Regions from separate parts of the Alosa sapidissima genome. Here region 2 is linked to region 1. Evidence: chromatin contacts called from public Hi-C data. All regions are on one chromosome and are shown on one strand. Each heading gives the region's core, a stretch centred on a gene start, on an enhancer-like site or on the middle of the called end of the contact. The rest is flanking DNA. Distances are from core to core; before and after follow the strand shown. Region 1 holds the start of LOC121721281. Region 2 holds the start of tgfb2 (transforming growth factor beta-2 proprotein).

The links. Hi-C and Micro-C count contacts between places; a contact is called where the count stands out from the background.
Region 2: a contact with region 1 is called in a Hi-C map of muscle, with 9 times the contacts expected there. The contact joins the promoter of tgfb2 here to the promoter of LOC121721281 in region 1. A contact is called at or near these places in 2 of 2 Hi-C or Micro-C datasets (both in muscle).

Annotation. Positions count from the first base shown.
Region 1 is chr10:26,480,824-26,486,649 of fAloSap1.pri, reverse strand. It overlaps LOC121721281, which reads left to right and starts at 3,652. Exons shown (of 2, transcript XM_042108083.1): 1 at 3,652-3,802; 2 at 5,806-5,826. The coding sequence starts at 3,784.
Region 2 is chr10:26,625,613-26,631,438 of fAloSap1.pri, reverse strand. tgfb2 (transforming growth factor beta-2 proprotein) reads left to right here and starts at 2,085. Exons shown (of 8, transcript XM_042106960.1): 1 at 2,085-3,582. The coding sequence starts at 3,237.

The DNA of each region.
Region 1 (5,826 bases), core at 2,403-4,902:
AATCACCCGGACATGAGTGGCAAATCCGGCCAATGGGATGCAGCCTGGGGTCAATGGGCACTTTTAGGGTAGCATAGCAACCAACATAAGTGCCTCTCAGATAGCAGCGACTGGAGGGAATCCAAAGACAGAAGAATTACACTAGACGTCAGAACAAGTGGCCAAAGCAACACCTCTCTCTCTGGCTGGTCGTATGTATATTTTAAAGGGTCGAGCACAGAGGAAGATGACATTTAAACCACTCGCTCTTAAGCCATTTAGGCCTCAATAAAAACGGCTTAATTACATGAGATAATCAGCGATTTACTTCACTGCTACGATGAATGCCGTTGGCCTTCTACTCTATCGGACTCCTTAACGATTCCCATAGCTGGTCTTGAAACGTTAAGGATGGGCCTTTGTGGTGCCATGGAGACCCGCCAGGCTTGTCCTCCGGGTTGGCCGATCAGCTATATCATTTTTACAACCCTTCACAATACATCAGGAACCAGCAATGTAGCAGTCCGCGAAGCCAGCTCAGCCCAGCGCCGCTACGCTCCACCCAGCTCGCAGGGAAAGGACTGTTTCTCCGCTTTGACAAAGAGGATTGGAAGCAGATTCTCCGCAGATGTTGACCGTTCAGCGCCTGACACACAGAGGCTGGGGGCTCGGGGATGACTAACGGTTACAGTAGGCATTTGCCACTGTTTCCACAACACTGGGCTCCAGTGCTGCTGCTGTTGTTGTGGAGGATGCATTGGCAGAGTCTGGAAAACATTTCCACACAAATGCTGTGGTTTGCTGAGAGCTGTTTGGTGAAAATCGGATTTCTCCGCTGTCCTGCTGCGCTACCCCAAACTGGCTGATTGGCTACGAGTGTGTACACATACAGCACACACACACACACACATACAGCACACACACACACACACTCCTTGCGCTTATCTTTTCACTCCTGGCTGGTGGTGTGTTCTGGGCTGACCAGTGACAACAGTTGAAAGCAGATGGTGCAAGCACTACAACTACTACTACTACTACTACTACTACACGCGCGCGCGCACACACACACACACACACACACACACACACACACACGCACACGCACACACCATGATTAGGCCTGGTCCAAACTGTTAAAAAGAGGATCTTTCAATCTCTCTTCTTTTTCTTTGTGTCCCTCATAGACTGGACTGCTATGTCTCCTGTGTCCCTCATAGACTGGACTGCTATGCCTCCTGTTTCCCTCATAGACTGGACTGCTATGCCTCCTGTTTCCCTCATAGACTGGACTGCTATGTCTCCTGTGTCCTTCATAGACTGGACTGCTATGCCTCCTGTGTCCTTCATAGACTGGACTGCTCTCTGTACCCTGCATTTATAGATTAGTCTTGCATCCAGCTGGATGGGTGATTCCAGGAAGCAGGACGACAGAGTTGACCAAAGCTGGAACTGACTGTACTGTATGTTAATATACAGTAAGTACTGGGCTGCACCAGGTGAACATAACAGGAGCTCCCTCACACTCACTCCTAAGATACACATGTCATTGAGAGGCTGAGAGTTTCAAGTGACCCACCACTCTTGTCTGAAAAACAGCTAAACATTCTGATAAACATGCTTTCTAAACTATGTCTTAATGGCTAAACCTGAATTCATTGTCTAATCAGCTATGGTTTAGACACCAGAGTTTGATTTTTCAAAAGATGTCATCTGATAAGAATGCTGTGGCTCCTTCCAAATGAAACCGGGCTGTTTGGATGGCTGTGTCAACTGTTTGGAGAGCCTGAATCTCTTATTGGATCAGTTAGAAGAATTTGATCAATATCAGTTGGGGGAAAACTGTAAACAAAAAGACCACATTACAAACCTAAAATTAAAGTAAATCTTCAGATTGCTTCAAGTCTAATGGTTCATGTCTGATTCAGATAGTGGAAATTAAAAAGATATCCACACACAGACATGTTCCCAAAGACTTATCAAAATGTGCCACAGGGCTGTAGCCCCATGAAGGTCTTCACTGGACTGGTTTCACAAGGTCAAAACCTCTGTTTTGCATGTGTCTATACAACTGCAGGTGTGTGATGGCTATGTCACAGTGTGTGTGTGTGTGTGTGTGTGTGTGTGTGCGTGTGTGTGTGCATGAGTGATAAAGCTGAGAGTAAGGTGTGTGTACGTTTCCCTCCCACTGAAGTGCCTCACAAAAACTGGCCATTTCACCCTCCGCTGAACTGCAGAGGTCTCAGAGGAATGACTACAATGAGTTCAACACCTATACAAACTGGAAATTACCAGTATATACTGAAGGGGAGTTGGCGTTTTGCTCTCTTAGGTTAGAGGGATTAGAAGGGTACGAAGGGTACTTCCTGTTTTTCTACCACATGTTCTGTTCTAGTATTTCTGATTGCAGGCCATGCAACCAAAGTACTTTGTGCCAACAGAGCTACACTCCAGGCACAAGTTCATGAGCCCCTATGTTCATGCCCCCCAAAGCGTAGCACTGTAGCTGCCTAGCAGCTCTAGCTGTTGGCTGCAGCAACTCGAGCTAGGTAGAACCAATTGTTTCTGTTTTTTGTACCGACAGTACTCGGTGACCTTGAGAAACAGAGATCTACGCGAAAAAAAATGCCGGAATTCTCCTTGAAGTACCCCAGCGCTAGTTGGTTCAGGTTTGTGTAGACTACTTTCCAGAACAAAAGCGTGAACACTATACCATTGGTAGTCAAATGAGCCTAAGAGGTATATGTTCCACAAACAGCATGCCATCATTGATCTCTGATCATTTAATTGTTTACAGTTTTATTCTATACTGCATTACAACCTTATATTTTATGTGCACAACTTTTCTTTTATGACAGCAGAAGGAAGTAATGATTTGTGACGAATTTCTGAATGATTTCTGATCGAACCTGGTGCAGATCTGATGAAGCTCTTTATGAGTCATGTCCTGGAGCAACAGGAGGAGTGAGTCTGCAGTGTAGAGATGTGGGCTCCGGCGCCACATGACATGACAGCCTCGCCTCAGCCACAGGTCTCCCCTCAAGGCTCTGTGTGTGTGCATTGTGGTTTGACCAGTTATGATACAAATCTCCAACTCTCTAAGTAAAACATCAAGTCCAGTATTGATTTAAATGTGGTGCATGCATGTGAGCTAAGCAGGTTATAAATTAACATGTAGAATGGATGAGATTAATAATTTTGAGGTTAATAGTGATTAGTTTTAGCCTGACTGAGGCCATTTTATCCTGATTGAGGCAATGAGAGTTTGGCTACCTTATGTTCTATAGGAATAGGCTAATGGGATAATGATTTTTTAATGACATTTGTTCAGCCTCTAGATGTTTCAGCAGGTCTGGTGGCAAGTGGAAAGACTGAAAGGGAAATTAATTGCCTTTAATATGAAAGAATAACCAAATATGTGTAGGCTGAAGAAAAAGTAGTATTTTTGTAAAACGTTAAAACTTAATTTATATTCCTTACGTGAATCCTTGGATGTGTGCAGAGATCTCTCCCAGGATGTGTGCAGAGAGATCACACTAGTAAACGGATAGCCTAAACAGGGTGTGTGACGTCGAGTGCTCTCTCTGATCAGAGTCAGACACGATCGGAGTGATACTGGCGGAAGTTTCAGCTCTGGTAAGAGGTGTGTCCCAGCAGCTCATGTTTTAGCCTACGAGTGCAGTAGGTTAGGGCGAGATTCACCTGCCTCTCGGTGCCATCTCAGCAACAGTCTCAGCTGCAGGCGGAGCGCTCGAGGAGAGCGAACCTCACACTCGAACAAGGTGCGAGGTGCTTGGGATCGTTACCATGGCTTCGCCACCAAACAGTAAGAATAGAAAACAAAACGCGCCTTACATTTGCCGGCTGTAGCCAGCTAGTTAGTGCCAGTGTGTGACACATTAATAATCGCTACTTTGTTTTCCTTTTTTTCTGTACTGATTTGCTGTTGTGTTGCTTTGTCCTTTGTGGTCGCCTATTATAGGCTACATTAAACTTAGATAATACTGCAGGCCTATAGCTGTTTTGAAAATATGGCAGTAGGCTTAGGCTACTAGAACAGCCTATTCTGTTATTTGCTGAATTTTGTATTTTCCAAGCCCTTCTACTGCAGTTCACGTGAGTGAGAAAGTGCAACTGATCTATATCATTTCACCACTGAAACTTGTCCAACTGGATAAGCACGTTTTGGTTCACCAGCTAGAAGTTTACGTAAATAAAGGAAACTTTTCCCACACAATTTATTTTTGTGACATTACACTTTTAGTAGCAATGCGACTACAATAATCATTAAGCCTGAATAATAAAGCACGAATTTCTGCAGTAGCCTAAGCATAGACCTATTTACAGATATAATTATGAATTCACTCACTGTTTACTGACTTCAGAAAATAAATGAGTACACTAATGTGTTATTCGCTGAAAGATCACAGAAGGAAACAATGCTTCTCACATATCCAATAGAATGATTCTTCACAGGGTCTATCATACCAACTGTCCGGATGCGCATAAAACCTGTAGATCACAACACACAGTTCATCTTCATAAGTTGGCTGATAAACTCCCCAATAGACAGGGTAGGCTGTTATAGGTTTACCATCCACCCAATGAAAGACCCTATCAGCCTCCTGGTCAGACAGACCAATCCATGGAGGCTGTGCAGGAACCTCTGTTCGTCTTCGCTGTTGATGACCACCAGGTCACAGCCTCTGTCCTTACAGTCCTGTCTACTCTCAGTCCAGGACTTCTGCTCTGTAGACACGTAGTAGGTTCTGGTCTTGAAGCCGACCTATCCTTCACATGAACCCTCCATCCGACAAAGCTTTGTCTCAAGCTCCTGCTTGTCCTTAAGTAGCTGGTCTCTCTCTTTGACGCAGCTATTCCCGTTTGCCTTTAGCTGCTCTATCTCAGCAGCCTTCATGTTGGTCAGATTGTTTAATTCTGCCTTCAGCTGGTCAATTTGAGCAGATATCATGTTGGTCAGGTTGCTGATGTGTGCCTTTAAATTGTCCTCCTTGGTGGAGCTCATGTAATGTAGGAAGTAATCGTAGGAAGATACTCATGCACATGACCGTGAAGCCCACAGCAAGAAGCAGGTCCACGTCCCGTGACGGCCTTGTTGCTGCCTATCTCCTCTTGGTGTTTGGCCCTGGACACAGAGTGGGTCAACATTTATGTATGTGTCCTCTGCCATCTTCAGATACACCACTTTTCAGGTACACCACTCTGTTGTTTTTCCGGCTTCACTGTGGAAAGCAACCCAGTGTCTGTATGTGATACTGGGTGCCTTCCTCCTTTTATGATGTTTTTTGTGAGTGTATCTGTCTGTATTTATAATTCGGCGGAAGTTAGGGAAGTGGAAGAGGGCAGGCCAAGGCCTATCAGATTCCCCACAGTGCCAGGTGCATGTAGTGCTACTATCAAGGCATGTAGCTCTAGAACATTCCTAAGTGTTATCAACGTTGATAAGGAAAGGGACTTCTCCTTTATCCTAATCCTCCTCATTTCTATGGAACTAGCGAACACTTTATCTCATTTCATATACTCTTCTTTCCCTATCTTTGTTCTATCCTGTGCTTACTTCACAGATGTCACCATGCAAATACAGAACTATTCCTTCATGTGTTCAGGCTGTCTTTCTGTTTCTCCTGCAAGTGTATTCTTGTATGTATGTATGTCTCCTCCCCTCTTTTCTCTTTGGCTGTCTTATTCTGACTGCATTGGTATTTCAGTACCATGCACACAGCCATGTTAGCTCATGGGAGACAGTGAATGCAGTGCATGACACATGCATGCAGGCACCTCATTGCTCTTCTCCTCTTGCTGTTTCAGAGGCAGGTAGCCCAGTGATGG
Region 2 (5,826 bases), core at 836-3,335, 150 kb before region 1:
CTTGTGATACACTCATCCATCATAGGCACGTTAGCCTCATATTTGACCTGAATGGCCACAGGGAGGTGCTGTTGTCTCATAAAAGAGAGAGAAAAGGGATTTGCCTTAAAGATGCCAGAGGAGCGACAGGATGACATGTGTGTGTCTTGCCTGACCTCTCAGTTGATCACTGTGTGCCTCTCATATACTGAAGTGCTACTCACAGGGGGCAGAGAATAGGCCTGTCTACGCAAGCAAATAACAGTAACTATGCAATTGTACAACTGCCCAATGGAATGATGGGAGCCATGTTTCTTGTGTGGACGCAGGTAAACACAGCGTCTCCAGATTACGAGCTGTGCAGCCCAGATGCTGAATGCCTCCCTGCGGTTGGTCGCCATGGGGACAGCAGCACTCTTCGGGTGACCTTTGTTTCGACGGCCATCTTGGTGTTTGCCGCCGTTTCCTTCCTTGTTTCTTACAGCCGTTTTTACATTTCGTTGCACCTTCCCATCCTTTTCCCAGACCAACCAACCCACACACACACACACACACACACACACACACACACACACACGCAAAGAGTTGAGATATTTGCGAAGCTCCTTATCGCTGTGAGGTGGAACATGGCTGTAACTGGACCGCCAGGCAGCCTCCGCCACGTGAAGTGCCCATCCGTCATTGCAACACTGTGGCCTGTCACTGAGGAATGCCAGCTCTCTCCTGACTCTGTTGACACACGGACGGAGAATGTGTCTTCGCTGTCCACCTCCCCCCACCCCCCCCCCCCCCCACACACACACACACACACACACACACACACACCACCACCACCCTTCTTTAGCTCTATGTCTCACACTTGCTCACTTTCTCAGCAGCCTTCTTCCCACAGTAGAGTCTTGGACCCTCTCCTGTGACGCTGAGGCCAATTACGCCTGGACTGGACAGTGTCTGAAATCGGCCCAGATCCTGGCCAGCTTTGGGCCGTATGTGCCCCAGAACGAGATGTTACTGAAGACAAAGGCTGGGGTCACTGAAGGGGAGACCCAGTAGCACCACCACCACATGTGGTGACACATAATGCATCACTTTAGCCAAAGCTGGGGAGATACCTTTTCCACCCCCCCCCCCCCCCTCCAACACACACACACACACACTCTCTGTCTCACACACACACACACTCGCCCTGTTGTCTTGCATCTGTCTGCGTGGGCACTGATTTAGTGACAACATCTGGTTTACACCAGTGTGCTGGTGGGTCAGCGAGTTTCTGAGAGCCTGTCACTGGTGATAGATTGCTGCTGGTGGTGGGGGTTGAGGATGCATTGGTGGTGTTTGAGAAAAGTAGATGAAAAAAAATCTTTTGGCAAATGATGAGAAAAATTTGGGGATTTTCTCAGGAGTGGTATAGCGTAAATCACACTTGCTTGCACTCTGGGTGACAGGATGGTGGGAGAGGAGAGGAGGACAGAAGAAAAGAGTAGAGGAGAGTGATTACTCCTGGCACTAACACTAACTTTACTGAGGTGGTGGGTGTTTGGAGGGAAATACAACAGAGCCATGACCTGACACCTACTGTACATAGGACCTGAAGCCCCCCCCCCCTCTCCCCGTTTTAATGTAAAGTCTAACTGCCAAAGCTGCTACACCATTCCCTGTTCCATCAGGGGAAATGTGCTACTGCAGAAACCTGTCTTCTTTCCAAGTTCTTCTGAGAAGCCTGGGAGAAAACGGGAGGCTGACCTCTTCTCGCTGCCTGATAAATCTCGCATTCGAATGTATTTCCGTTCCTCAGCATTCCTTTCTACCATACAAAAAATGTTTTAAAGACATTCTCTTTTACTCCGAGCTGATAACAAAGTTAACCAATTGAATAACAAAACTGTGACTGAATGTAGCCTATATTTATAGTTCTCCGTCATGGATTTTAACCCCACGAGTTAAACACGTGTAATACATTTATTGACGTGCGTCAGTAAAGGCTGCTTATGACACACGTTGGACTTGACACAAATTAACAACACGTCACCTATTCGGCTAGCTTTAGGACCCAGTTGCAGAGAATGGAGTTGTTACTCGTTACACTGTCCCGATGGGCACACCGAAATATTTACAATAAATTGCCTTGTAGCTTAAAGTTGAAGGAGTCCCCCGGTATGAAAGTGATGACCACAGCCTCAGTTTGAAACGTGGGGGAGCACGTGGTGAAGCTAGTCCCTTATAAATCTCCCTGCAACCGACCGCCTGTTGATGTTGTGTACTGGCACGCGCTCGCACGGACCACGGAGGGACTGCGACTTTCTCATTTGTTTTCACGTAGAAGGGGATGTAGGAACGCGCTAAAGCTCTTCCGTTGCACTGAAGGGAAAATACAATTTCCCCTGCTCCTTTAGTAGTCATTTTGACATCTATCATCTCGGTCCCTCCACCAGTTGCTACCTTCATACCTAAACGTTTGAGCGCTAACAGTTTTATTAAGTTTTGTACTCGACACCCTCCGTGCGCCAGGACGGGGCAACTTTAAAACAGACTGTAAGCTACGGTGTGTTCTGGGACACGGCGATGCACAGTTCCGCGTGAGGAGCCGTGGGAGTCTATCTGCTGAGGGAAGTGAAAGGCAGGCTTGTGTGGAGTGGAGTGGAGTGCGGAACTGGGCGCAGTTGGACAGCTTTGGGTGCTCTGATGCGGTGGAGGTGTGCGCTAACCCGCAGGCTGCGTGTCTGTGTCCAGCTACTGGAGATTGCGACCTAGTCGGTTGTGGTTTGTTTTGCTTGTGAGTTAGATCGAGTTTGCCGGGGCATTTTATGGTCACAGTTCGGTCTATGCCATAAGCCTGACATTAGAAACTTTTCTGTGACATTAGTGTAAGGTCACTATGAAGTGATCAGGTTTTGTGAAGTGAGGATACGACTTCGGCGTTCAGCTATTCATCTCGTACCTAACGGATTTTACAGATCATTTCACGACTTTGATTTTTGCTGGTTGAATGGATTTTCAGGTATAATTTAAACTATAGAGCTTGAGGTTGATCCATAATATACAAAGTATTAGTGACATTAGCGAAACGAAAAGGGTTTAAATAACTAACAAAGGGAATCACGAGAGAATATATTTTATAGTTTGTTTTTATTTAGTACACGTCGAAATGAGTATATCCTTATATTTAATTTAAGAAGTGTCAGTAGTAACACGTCACCAAAATCAGTTTTTGTAGAATCAAGACGCTGCTGCTTTGTAGACCGTTTGGAGAGTTAAAGATGAACTTCTGCGTCCTGAGTCTCCTTCTGACCCTGGATTTAGCCACTGTTGCCCTCAGCCTGTCCACATGTAGTACGCTGGACATGGACCAGTTCATGAAAAAGCGGATCCAAGCTATTCGAGGGCAGATCCTGAGCAAACTCAAGCTGACTAGCCCGCCGGAGACTTACCCCGAGCCCGAGGAGGTGTCCCGGGACATCATTGCAATCTATAACAGCACCCGGGACCTGCTGAATGAGAAAGCCAACGAGCGGGCAGCGACCTGCGAGCGTCAGCGCAGCGAGGAGGAGTACTACGCAAAGGAGGTGCACAAAATTGATATGCAGCCTTTCTACCCGGCCGAGAGTAAGTATCTGCCTTTTCTTACACCTCGGGCAATTGTGTGGGTTTGGTAAGCCTAGGGACCGTTAAAAACAACAGGTCCACTGTGACCTACACTGAGTAGCCCAACTATCTCTCTGTGTGTATATAAACTTAGCGTCCAACCCAGAAAAATGCCGTTTTCTGCATATACTTTGAAGTCAGCATTAAGAGCCAGGAATTCTGAATGGAAACGGGCCTTGTGAGGGCGTGATACAGGGGGCATATAGGACTCACACGTGCGCTCCGAGGTGGATAAGCGGCAGCCTGGTGCAGCTAGTGCGCTTCGTCACGCGTCATCAAAAACAAAAAACTCCTTATGTGAGGACGCCCTTCTCCTCCCCGCAGGCGCTTCACTTTGTTTATTATAAAAAATATAAGTAGCATGCCAAGGCCTAGGTAACTGTGCATAACTGCAATATAAAGTAAATGTTATGGGGCTGTTATCGAACACAGGCGTGAGGTCAAAATGTATTTCTATTGTTTATGCAGCTCTGTCTTACACATGATTGTCGAGTTGTCACGTTTTTAGAGAGAGATACATAAATACTAGCCTACTGTTTAGGAAATAAACGGACTGAAACGTGGAAACCAAACGCAAAAGGCATATTCGGAAAAACGTTAGTGAGCAATTAATTACTAGGAGCCCATTTCATTTAGTTATTTGGAGTAACTTGAAATAACTAATCAAATTTGTCATCAGTTTGTACAGAGAATTTGTGAGTGTTTTGTTTCGCTAGTGGCAAGCATATAAAGGAATTCAGGACCCGTGTGTAGGGTTTTAGGATATTATTTATTGTGAGGATCACAGCGCTGGAAGGACAACTTGTTTTAGGGCGCAGGGACGTGGAGAGGAACGGGATGACTTGTCTCGGAGAAAGACTGCTGTAACACATAGTTGGCTGCTGCCGTTTGGAACGCTTTGGCTCAAAATAAGACCAATTAACTCGCCATTTGTTTTATGAATTGAACTGCCTGACGGAATAATAAAGCGCCCCTTAAACATTAGCGAAATATTTACTTTTAGCGCTCTTCCAACTCTCCATCGTTTCAAAGCGTAGACTAAGCCACTGTGTATCCACACGCTAGTTAATGTTTTCGAAGTCAGCCCGTGTAAGCAAAATAATAATATTAAATGTTGTTATTGTGCCATTAATTCTGAAATTACTTTCCCCTCCCAGATCAAGTGTGAGTATACGCCATGGAGGAAAAATAAATTAGAATATATTTTATATGCCCCAAGGTATATTGTGCATTAAATATTATGCTTGGCCCTGCCCCTTGTGTAAATACCCTAAATATGAATAGAGTCGGCCAAGGGCCAAGACTAGTCAGGAAGGCATTTACGGGTATAAATAATCCTGTGTCAACACTGAGAGAAAAGGGCCAGATTATTTTTGAATTCGTCCTTATTAATCTTTGGTCCTGACTCTGGCCTGCAGCTCAGGGTCTGGGAGAGGAGTCTGACTGGGAAAGGCCTTGATAGCACACAGACAGAGAATGACCAGTGAACCCGGCAGTCACAGACTATGGCAACATTGATAGCACACAGACAGAGAATGACCAGTGAACCCGGCAGTCACAGACTATGGCAACATTGTTGCTTTTGCCCTTTTTTTGGGCCATTTATTTTTCTTACCCAGCAGTCAAGGAGTGTGTGTGTGTGTGCGTGTGTGTGTGTGTGTGTGTGTGCGCATGCTCTGTCTGACTTCCAATATGATGTGCATGCCAGCTAGCACATAAACTGGCTCATGCTCAAACACACACACACACACACACACACACACACACACACCGGGTATCAACCTTATTTGGTGGGGCGCCAGGAAGTCCTTAGAGGCAGTACTACGGGGCACGACGGCATTGGAAGCCACACAAAAATGCATGAGAGGAGAGTGGGGGTGGTAGTGGCACTCTCTCTCTCCCTCTCTCTGTATGAGTGTGTGTGTGTGTCAGAGAGAGAGAGAGAGAGAGTGTGTGTGTGTGTGTGTTTGGGTATGTGAATATGTTGGGTGGCAAGAGAGTGGTAGCCCCCCCCCTCTCTCTCTGTCTGTCCCCCTATGCCTCCCCCCTTCCTGTGTGAGTGAGTCTGTGTGTGAAGGTTAGCAGTGGCTATGTCAGTCTGTGTGTGTGTGTGTGTGTGTGTGTGTGTGTGTGTGTGTGTGTGTGTGTGTGTGTGTGTGTGTGTGTGTGTGTGGAGAAAGAGAAAGACTGCTGGCAGGGCACTGT